Linked DNA regions of Lactuca sativa: region 2 is linked to region 1. The links are chromatin contacts, called in public Hi-C maps. All regions are on one chromosome and are shown on one strand. Each heading gives the region's core, a stretch centred on a gene start, on an enhancer-like site or on the middle of the called end of the contact. The rest is flanking DNA. Distances are from core to core; before and after follow the strand shown. Region 1 holds the start of LOC111904744. Region 2 holds the start of LOC111904745.

The links. A called contact is a pair of places that touch in the nucleus more often than the background predicts.
Region 2: a contact with region 1 is called in a Hi-C map of seed, with 6 times the contacts expected there. The contact joins the promoter of LOC111904745 here to the promoter of LOC111904744 in region 1. A contact is called at or near these places in 2 of 4 Hi-C or Micro-C datasets (leaf and seed).

The regions. Positions count from the first base shown.
Region 1 is chr3:201,396,894-201,402,576 of Lsat_Salinas_v11, forward strand. LOC111904744 reads right to left here and starts at 2,147. Exons shown (of 9, transcript XM_052769468.1): 1 at 1,806-2,147; 2 at 1,228-1,583; 3 at 973-1,098; 4 at 415-534; 5 at 231-332; 6 at 60-149. The coding sequence starts at 1,530.
Region 2 is chr3:201,667,944-201,673,626 of Lsat_Salinas_v11, forward strand. It overlaps LOC111904745, which reads left to right and starts at 3,335. Exons shown (of 5, transcript XM_023900474.3): 1 at 3,335-3,955; 2 at 4,745-4,781; 3 at 5,425-5,661. The coding sequence starts at 3,654.

The DNA.
Region 1 (5,683 bases), core at 897-3,396:
ATTAGCCAAAAATAAATGTAAAAAATAAAAAATCAGAACTTCAGAATTTTTTTTTCTACCATTGCAGATAATTCAGCAGAATGTTTCTCCATCTTTTCTACAACCTTAGGACCTCTGTTTACCAGAAGAACTTGCAAATCATCATTAACCTGAAAATGGGGGAAAGAGGGGCAAAAGGGTCAAATCAAAGTAGGATTCTATAATACACAAATAAATGTCAGAATATCTACCTCTCCATTTTCTTTATCATCTCTAGAAGTTGATCCCAAAAACGACTCATTCATGTATTCATGAGAGGCATTTGCTTGTTTTAAACAATCACCACACAATGACTGAAAAAATGAAGGATTAAATTAACAACTAATAACCATAAATATCAGATAAGAACATGTGAAATATAAAAACTTCAATAACCTTGGATTCATTAGTGTTGCTTTTTTGGGTATTATTGTCCGTTTCAGAAAACTTTGCACATTCCTTATTCTGACAGGACTTATCTGATATACCCATACCCTTTTGTTCATTTGGTGTTCCCTGTATATTTCAAAATATTCAGACAGAGGAATTGGTAAGATTGAAATAAGATAGAGTTAATGTCACATAATGGCCAAATAAGTCATTAAAACAATAATTTTGTCTCATCTTTAGCCACGTGATACGATAAAAGATCTATGCTCTTCACAAATAAAAGGAAACTTTGTGATTCATGATATAATTTTAACTCTCACAATTCGGAATCTTAGCTACTAAAAACTGATAAGTTTAAGATACAAACATGGCAATGTGATATAAGAAACTATAAATGAAAATATAATTGTTTCCACAAACGCCCAAGTTCATTAATGATTCAACCACTTAATATACCAATTCGGTAACTTTTCCTTTTTCCAATATAGTTGATTAGTAATGCTTATAGAATAGTGATAGAGTAAAACAAAACATGTGTAAAGTCAAAGACAAAGAAGATGAAACCTTAAGTCTCTTTGGTGCATGATTTTCAGTCACAACTTCACAGTTTGAATCTTGAAATCTTGCACAGGTCTTTGTAGGTCCCATAAGAGCTCTTAACCGATGCATTGAAAAAACAGGGCCCAACATCTGCTTTCAAATTTTATGTAAGCAATCAAGTGATGGTGTAACACTTCATGAAAAAGTTATAAACTCGCCCAATAACATCTAGATCAAATTAAAACCATGGTGGAAAGTTATTTGAGACATATAACATACCTCATCTACTTCCTTTGTGAGGGTAACAACACTTTGGCGTAGCATTGACATCAATCTTGCTTTCTCAACACCTGAGAGCCCATCTCCTACAGCATTAGAAAACAAGGAACCAAGGCCAGCAGGAGAAGTTTTCTCGTTAGATGCGATGCTCTTATTTGCTTCTGTTCCAACTAATCGAGAAGAAGAAGGTGAGAAATCATCTCCGGAGAGCAGCTCTGATACACCGCGAATGTAGTATTGGAATAAGTCCGGCCCGATATTTGAATCATCTGAGGTATTCATGTCCCTTGAGATTTCTGACATGATCCGGATTCACCACCGGCAATGACTTTTTGTTTTCGTTTTCGATTCTTCTACTACAATTAACATGGAACACGAGCAGGGATGTTAATTGCTTGGATGAAATTACGGAGCCATGGAATCCAACCAATAAGAAAACGCATGAAACTTCAATTTGAGATACTTACAGATCTTACGATGGAACAATAATGATAGCAAAACGACGTTTGAGGAACCGAAATATAAACCCTAGACCTAACCCTAAACCCTTGAAATTCAATAATGATAACAAAACGAACCTTGAGAAACCGAGATGAAACTTCTAGGGTTTCCAACCGGGGACGTTCATCGTCGGTTCTGCATTTGTTGATTCCTTCTCCGAATTGAGGCTCGGCGAATAACAGGATGATCTGAGATTTCACGGGCTCTTTCGAGGCTTCACTCGATTGAAATGGTGATTGATTTCTCTGATCATCTGGTTCGTAAATCAAATCTAATCGGATTGTTAACTGCTCGTGGATGATGTATCAAATTGTAACGTTTAAATTTTTCCACCATGACATTAGCAGAATAGCAATAGCAATAGTCAGGTCCTTTTAGGGGTGCGTGAAGCAAGGGTGTTTGTGTATCCAAAACTAGCATCACGTATAGGTCACTTGATCACTCTTTTTTTTTTCCTATCTCTTTTTTATAAATTTATAATTTTTTTTGGTATGTTGTATATTTTATATTAGGATGGAGAGAGTGGTGCCACAAGAACCACACTTCCTCCTTGACACGTAGGAGCCACATCATTTTTACCACATAAAGTGTGGTTCTCCAACAATCCCACTTAGTGGAAACCATGATTGAGAAAGAGAGAGGTGACAGAAAAGAGAAGAGAGAGAAAAACACATAAATAAAGAGAGAGAATAAAGGGGGTTGCAACAGTTTTTGGGAGAGGTGCGGTTAAACTGCAGAGGGGGGTGGTGTTCCTGCTTATGTGGCATTGAGTGCGGCCTAAACCGCACTTCACTCCCTTAAGCCTTAGGTGTGAGACTCATGTATTATATGAATTTGTTTAAAAAAAAGTAAATACAAAATTTTAAACATTTGATAAGTTGAATTTATACGAAAAGTGAAAAATATTGAATTATAAAAATTAAAGTATTTTTTTCTTTTAAATTTAAACAAATAGATAAATAAATAAAGAAAATTAATAAATCTTTAATTTAATAATTTGAAATTAAAAAGAAAGTTCATTAATTAAATTGATATGCATTTATTATTGTATTTAAATACTATATGGAATTTAATAAAATAAAAAAAACCATAAAATGACATGTGGAATAAAAATTAATTTAAAATAACCACAAAATTACATATGACAAAATAAATGAGAATGTGACATGTGGCAAAAATATCTTTATTTATTAGGGATGACTAGATTATCATTGGTGTTAAACGGGAAAACATAAATTAAATACATATCATATTAAAAGGTGTGGTTTTAGGTGGAATTTTAATAAAAAGATGTTAGTTAGATTCATTTTTTGAGTTTTTGAACCAAGCTTATTAAATAAAAATATTTAATTATATTAGAGCAATTTGATTATTTTTTAATATAGTAACTTTTAACATCAATGATCCGCGTGATCTTTGTTTACGACTCATTGATTAAAACATGTTGTTTAGTAGCTTTATAAATTGATTTTGTTCGGTGTACCAATCCCCATGAAGGCTCACATAGCTCTTTTCATATTGGCCATATAAAACCAAAAGCAACAATAAGTTATTATATGTACCAGCAACGTTAACTTCTATTAAGAAATTCGATAAAGATTACATTTAAAGTGCATTGTCATAACCATAAACATCAAATTCAAACATTGTAATTTGGTTAATTTCTAAGTAGTTTTTCCTTAATCATCAGGTTGCGGAAACATGAGTGGATGCACTGCGATCAAGTCAGACTCATCCCTTTCGAACTAGAAGTACCTGAAACCATAACCATAGAAACCATAAGCACAAAGCTTAGTTAGTTACCCAAAATACTACATACCATACATATAACCATATAATGAGCCCCGCCTGACATCGATCCCCGCTCGGAACAGATCTGTCAGTCATCAGACCCCGCCTGACATCGGTCCCCGCACGGTATACATACAAACACATAAATACATGCATGAATCACAAAGATAAATAACATACAATATAATCATCAGGCCTGATGTGTGTAAAACGAACTAGTTTTAATCCTAACAAACTCAAATGTAAACAAACACACGCAGGCAGTGTACCTATCGATAGTAGTTTAGTTTAAGCAAGTAGGGTATCGAACACAGGGAACTGTAACAATCAAATTAAGTACTAGTATTACCTAATTAAAAACAATTAATAAAAGAGGGGGGTTTTCTCTAGTTTTGCTCACACATTGATTTACATATTTTATAGTTAACCCTAGTTTCATATTCACTATTCCTAGGCATACAATCTTATATTCATAAAACTATATGAATCAAGTAATCAAGAAGATATTCATGCAACTCAATCACTTATTTGCTAACTAAAAACATTTATTATCAATTCATAAGGATCTATAACAAGCTTAACAAGATGAATAACCAAATTAATATCAATTCAACCACTCAATCAAACCATGTTCATAAGATTATCTCATCCAAACAGAAGTAAAAAGCTTTTAGCTCATATCTACAGCAAGTAATAACCTAAAATCAAAATCTAATGATTCAAACATGGTTCAAAACAAAGATTAAGAAAAGAAGAATGATTATTTGCCTTTGATTCTCTTTGAAATTGTTTCTTAGGTTGCAATCTCGAAAATAGCAGCTCCAAGAACCCTTCTGATCTTCAAAAATCGTAGCTAGCCTCCACAAAAATTTAGGGTTCGGGCCTATAAGTTATCTATTTATAGTTTCCAAAAATCGACCCAACTCGTCGAGTTTTTGAGAATAACTCAACGAGTTTCTTTAATAATTCGCGCGTTTAGCGTATACAGCAAGGCATCCTTAAATCTAGAATATTCTAATAAACTCGTCGAGTTTATGCTAAAAACTCGTCGAGTTTCTTCTTTTTATTTAGCTTCTTCCTTTAATCCTTGATCTCCAAGCTTCCAATCACTCAATCCTCTTCCTTTTTCATCCAAGCATGTCTTTTATTGCTGAAACTGAAATATTAAGCTAATTAAGTACCTTTTGTCCATAAAATGATATAAAATCAACAATAATTAATAAGATAATGAATGATGTCTATGACTAAATAAGCCCATATCAAGGCCCCACCCGACATTGGGCCCCGCCCGGTAAACATATCATAAAACATACATGCAGAGTCACACAGACAACTAGCATCCTAATCATAATAAACTATGGGTTGGCATTGGTGCCTTCGGCCTGTTAAACACAGTGAGGAAACTCACCTCAATCCAAGATAACCGGACACGCGAGCTGCTACTACCGGAATCTTCACACTGAATATAATCAAATTATCCCTAATAAATAATTACGATAAATTCCCAAAATCCAAGGCCCGAACAATATTCTGTCTTCCTAAAGGGTAAAAGACCATTTTACCCTTCCCATAACTGGTCCAAAAACTCATGGCCCAACTCCCAAAAGGCCCAAAATGAGTTTCTTGGGAGTACGTCCTGCGTATTGTTCTCTAATACACAATGTACAAGTCACGAAGCCTGATCTATGCATTACGTTGAGCATACTCCTACGTACGCCCAACGTACTCGTAAGAGGGACAAAAATTCTTATCAAGCACTTAATGCTGAAGACCAAACATATAAACTCAAATCTAACCTCTAGATAAGGTCTTAAACCATAAAGTTGTTAACTTTACTCCTTTGCATGCCTTAATGGGACCCAAAACACATTTTTATACATCTAAACTTATAATATGAACATCAACTTAAGCATGATTCATAAAAACCCATCAAAATGATATTTTTATGGTTCTTAATAACTCCATAATGGATAAAGTTTCCAACTTTATCCATTAGAATGGTCCAACCAACCAAGATCTAGTCTTTAAGTCTCAAAGAGACCAAAAAATGCATCCTTTGTAACTTAGTCAATTAAGTCCAAGTCTCAAGCTCTTAGATATGAATCAATATGATGTTTAGATGGATAAAGTTTCCAACTTTTTCCATAACAAGTTCACAAACTTT
Region 2 (5,683 bases), core at 2,085-4,584, 270 kb after region 1:
GAGCCGGTCGCCGGTCCACCCGCTGAGACTCGGCCTCCTCCCTGGCCTGGGTCTCCAACTCGATCTCGCGCTTCCTGGCATTCGCCTGAAGCTCGGCAAAAGTATGGTAAGTGGAGTTTGACACAAACTCCCGGATATCCCTCCTCAACACTCCCAAGTACCGGCTCATCCGAGCCTGACCAGTGGACACCAGCTCGGGGCAGAACATCGCCCTCTCATGAAACTTCCGCGTGATCACCGCGACAGAATCAGTACCCTGCTTGAGGGTTAAGAACTCCTGAACCAATCGTTCCCTCTCCACCGGGGGAACGTACTCATCCCTGAACATGGCAGTAAACCCCTCCCATGTCACCGCTGTAGTCTCTGCCAAAGTGAAGTTTGCCGTCACGAACTTCCACCAGTCCTTCGCTCCCAGACGGAGCTGGTTCAAAGCGAACCGTACCCTCAGGTGCTCCGGGCATGAACAAGTGTAGAAGCACCCCTCTATGTCCGCGATCCACCTCATCGCAGCAATCGGATCCTGCGTCCCATCGAACTCCGGTGGCTTCGTGTTGCTGAACTCTCGGAACAGCAACGAGTCACCCCCCTGTGGCCTAGCAGCGGCCACAGCTGCAGTAGCTGCAGCGGTTGCAGCCTCAGTCAATGCGGCGTACCGCTCATCGAATGTCTCCATCAGAGTGGTCTTAATAGACCCAAACATCTCCGGGATCTCAGCCCGGATCGCTGCCGCCACCTCCTCGTGAATCATCTGACGAATCTCCTCGTCACTCACACCACTCGTACTCGCTCCGTGGCGTGGTCTAACCATGATGTCTCTGAAATACAACATAAAACTATCAGAGACTCCATCGAGTGTAATCGCACTCGATAACGCAACCCTACTCAGTCTCCGATATCCAGGGATTCGTACTTGGGTCTCCCACTGACCCGGTGTCTTCGGTAGTACGGGCCCAATACTACCGACCACACCGCATCAGCATTCATCCCAAGTCCTCCTCCCCAAACCCCGGATAGTGAGTACTCTACTTCTGATATGCACTATCTACCCGCATACTAGCAAAGCATCTCATATCGGCAAACTTCCCTAGACTAAGGCATCACAAATCAGGCCACTCTAGTCCTATCATGGATACCTAGTCTTCTAGCATGCATAACAATTTATATCATATAACATTGTAAGGTATTTTGGGGATCTTTACCGTTCGGGCGCTGACTGATCGTACACACTGCTTCTTTCTTGCTTACCACAAAACCATTTACAAAAGTTTATGCCTTTATTTAAGAAGTCTTCCTCAAATCCTCGGTTTGAGTTCAGTTACTCCCGAAGGTGCACCCGAATCCCTCAAACCAAGGCTCTGATACCAATTGTAACAACGCAAATTTTCAAACAAATTTTTCATTTTAAAAATAAGGTATTTCCATTCAAGACAAGGCATAAATAGTTTAAATATTCTGTCAAGTACAAATAGTCAAAATCCCAAGATCATAAAAGCATTCTTCAGTGTGTATCGATCATGCCGGCGCCTTCCCACGGTCCTCGCTAGTACCTGAAACACATACATAACAACTGTAAGCATAAATGCTTAGTGAGTTCCCCAATATACAACTTACGCACATACGCCTTTCCAGGCCCTGACCTTCCGGTCCATGTGTCTCAGGGGACTTCCGTCCCTGCTGGGTAAACCTTCCGGTCCTACCCACGCCGACCTTCCGGTCCATCACACAACATATCGCCTTTCGGCCCATAATATAATCGCCTTCCGGCCCATGACATACATAGCACACATATAACAAATAACTTACCACATATAGCATACATATCACATATCATATCCGACCTTCCGGTCACACAGTCAAACCCTTCCGGGTACAGTATAGTGAGAAGACTCACCTCGTAAATGCTGAAAGCTAGCAAATCCTGAAGTCACTCGTGCACAATCCGACGAGCTACAACCTCCCTATAACATCACATATCTCTCATTAACACTTATATCTTCTAAGTGTGACTATCCCTAAGAAGTCAGACTTAGGTCAACTCTGGTCAACGGTCAACAGTCAACTCGACCGGACTCGGCGAGTGCCATGGCGACTCGGCGAGTCTAGACGTTCTCCAACTCTCTGAGAGTCCCTATATACTCGTCGAGTATCCTCCTTGACCCGACGAGTTACTCCTGGAAGAATCGCGGGGCCACCCCGACTCCACTCGCCGAGTCTGAAGAACAGCTCGACGAGTTCCACTCAATCTCCAAGCTACTCGCCGAGTCTGTTCATCGGACTCGGCGAGTCCATGCCATGCAGTCGATCAAACTGCTTCCTGAGATAAGTTTCGTCCCGAAATACACAAGCATGGGACCTACTGGACCTCTAAAGGTCCTAATACAGGGTTATAGTCGTTGGATAACAAGGTACTAATTTATCTAATCACCAAATGGGTTCCATAAACCCTAAATCCATGCACACATCAACATAACAGAAGGAATCCGAAATATTACCTGAAATATGCACTCTCTGTGTCCCCAAACCGCAGAACTCGAATCCCTTGCTGTTCCTTTAGCCCAAAACTCTTCTCCTCCTTGCACAACAATTTCTTCAAAGCCCTAATATCCTTCAGTCTTGCTCTAGATGCCCACAGCCGTTTAGGGTTCTTCTCAGTCGACTAAAGACGGAAAATGACGGCCTATAAGTGCATTATATACGACCCAAACCTGAACGGTTAGGGTTTTCGCTAAACCGCGTAGACTCGTCGAGTCCATATCGGACTCGTCGAGTCCAGTCGCGAACCCGCGACCAAATCTGCGAACCTACTCGGCTAGTCTTGGCTCCAACTCGCCGAGTCCCCTCTTAACTTACCCCAAAAACATAATTTAACAATACCTGAGATTCCGGGCTGTTACAATTCACTTGATTGGATCGGATGAAACCGATCTATCCAAACGAACACCCCTAGTAAGAAGGCGGAAGTGACATGGACCTTGTGGCTCCACGTAAGCTATGCCAAATATGTTTAAGCACATAAAAACCGGTTAATAGTTTGGTGATTTCCCTATTTAACAAGTAAAGAGGACTTCATATCTTAAAAGAAAAACACTATGGAAATTTGAAAACAAAAATGAAAACTTTACAAGGCTATACTATAATGATATTATATATTAAAATTTTATGAATTATTAAGTTGACATTTAAGTCTCACAAAAAAAACTTAACGGAAAAGATGAATAATTGTGGATGCTATAAATAATGATAAAGTGCTTTGATTCTTTTATATAATTTGAATAAAAACGGATAGAGTAAAAAGTGAGGGAGATTGGATTCAAATTTAATAAGAGAAAAATTGAATTTTATTTAAATATGGAAAAAGAAGGTGATAGCATCCATGCGCAGAGAGCAAAGGGTGCCCCACTCCCACCCCCTTTCATGGCCTCGGCTCCCATCCCAACAGCCGTCCACCTCAAAAGCTCCCTCAAATATCATTCTCTTCCTCACCGCAATTCAATAAAATAATCGCAGTTTTCCCCTTTTCTCCGATGATTTCCGGGGAACATTACAGTCTGCCACCACCATTATTCAATCTCATCACTTCATCTTCTTCATCGATCAACAACTAACTTCTTACACCACACAAACACTTGTGTAACGGAAAGAGATAGATCAATATGGGCGGGATGACCTCATCCATGGCGGCGAAATTCGCATTTTTCCCGCCCAATCCACCTTCGTATAAGCTAGTTAAAGACGACCTCACTGGTTTACTCCTTCTCAGTCCTTTTCCTCACCGGGAAAACGTCGAAGTTCTTAAACTAACCACTCGTCGAGGATCGGAGATCGCTGCTGTGTACGTGAGACACCCTATGGCTACTTCAACTGTTCTGTATTCTCATGGTAACGCCGCCGATCTAGGTCAGATGTATGAGCTCTTCATCGAACTCAGTATTCGGTTAAGAGTAAATCTCATGGGGTACGCTTTTCTATCTCAAAACCCCTTAATTTTACTCTCTCTACGTTTTCTCCATTTCTCAATTTCCAGATTTGGATACACATTCGTCGCTGTCAAGCACTGTTTTATTCATTACTAAACCCTAATCACTTCGAATTACACATTCAATTTAGTGATTAAGAAGTTATTTGCATTCCTAGATCTCATGGTGATTTGCTTCTTGTGTTCTGTTTATGTCAAAGATATCTGTTTTGATGATTGTCTCCTCTAGTATTCTTTCGATTTTTGATCGGATTATTGTTTGTGTCTTCTAGGGTTCTTTCAATTTGAGATCAAATCATTAAAAAAATGTAAAGTACTAATCCAATTTCTACCTTTCCATTAAATCTTGAGTTATATTCAGTGCATTTCTACTGTAGATTATACTTTTCATTTGATTTAAGTTGTTATCAAGTTACTTTTTTCTAAATCCTTCTTGCAAAAACATACTTTTTTGCAATTCCATTTTATTCTACTTTGTTGTTAATCATAAACTGCACGCTAGAATCATCCTTCAACATTATCTTGTTCACAATCTTAATCACTTGATCAGGAGTAAATGACATCATTAAAAATCGGTTACTAAAACTCACTTATGATTTATGATTCATGATATTGAAAATAGTCAAAATACAATGGAAATATTCACCAAAAAACATTTGTGTGATATTTATCTCATTTTCTACATCTTTCCTAAAATTTCTAGTTTTGATTGAAGCATTTACTAGGTGATCAACATGGAGATACATTAAAAGAATGTAATTTTTGCAGGTATGATTACTCAGGATACGGACAATCTTCGGGGAAGGTGAGTAAATTTGGAAAATTCATAGCCAAAATGTTTTAAAAAAAAAATTAGGAGGTGTTTGGATGCGTGTTTAATCTAATGTTGCAATAATCAATTTTGAGTGTTTGGATAAAAATATTATAGTTAAAACAACCAAAAGAAGTTGATTTGAGAAAATTGTTTATCAAAGATAAATGTAAAATTATTTACCTATTCTTAGCTTTAAATCGAGTAATCATATAATTCTGATTATTCAAATTGCAATAATAATTTTCAAAACATATATCCAAACACCCTTTAGGCTTGTTTGTTATCTAGGACATGACATGATATGACAGACAACCTTGTACTGTATTTGGATTAAAGCAAAGAGACAAAAAATTGCAATCTTTTGTCCCACCCACAAATATAAAACAAGGTGCGACAGAGACTTGCTATTGATCACATATGTGCAAAAGACGTAAATACCATTCTTATCAACAACATCAAAAAGAACGCTAGAAAGCTTGTTCGTCTAGTCATGTTCTGTCTTGTCTTGTCTTTTCCTGTCTAGCAAAATCATGTTCCGTTCTGTTTTGTCTTGTCATGTTCGGTTAAATCATGTGTTATTCTGTTTTGTTTTGTCCTGTGTTGTTTATAAGGCAGTATCTTTTGTGTGGTGCAGCCAAGTGAGAATAACACATATGCGGATATCGAAGCAGTTTATAAGTGTCTCGAAGAGAGCTATGGAACAAAACAAGACGATATCGTCCTTTATGGCCAATCCGTTGGAAGTGGGCCCACATTAGATTTAGCAGTTCGTCTTCCTCGATTAAGAGCAGTCATACTTCATAGTCCGATACTCTCAGGATTACGAGTCATGTACCCCGTTAAACGAACATATTGGTTCGACATTTATAAGGTTGATTACATTTTTTTTCTAA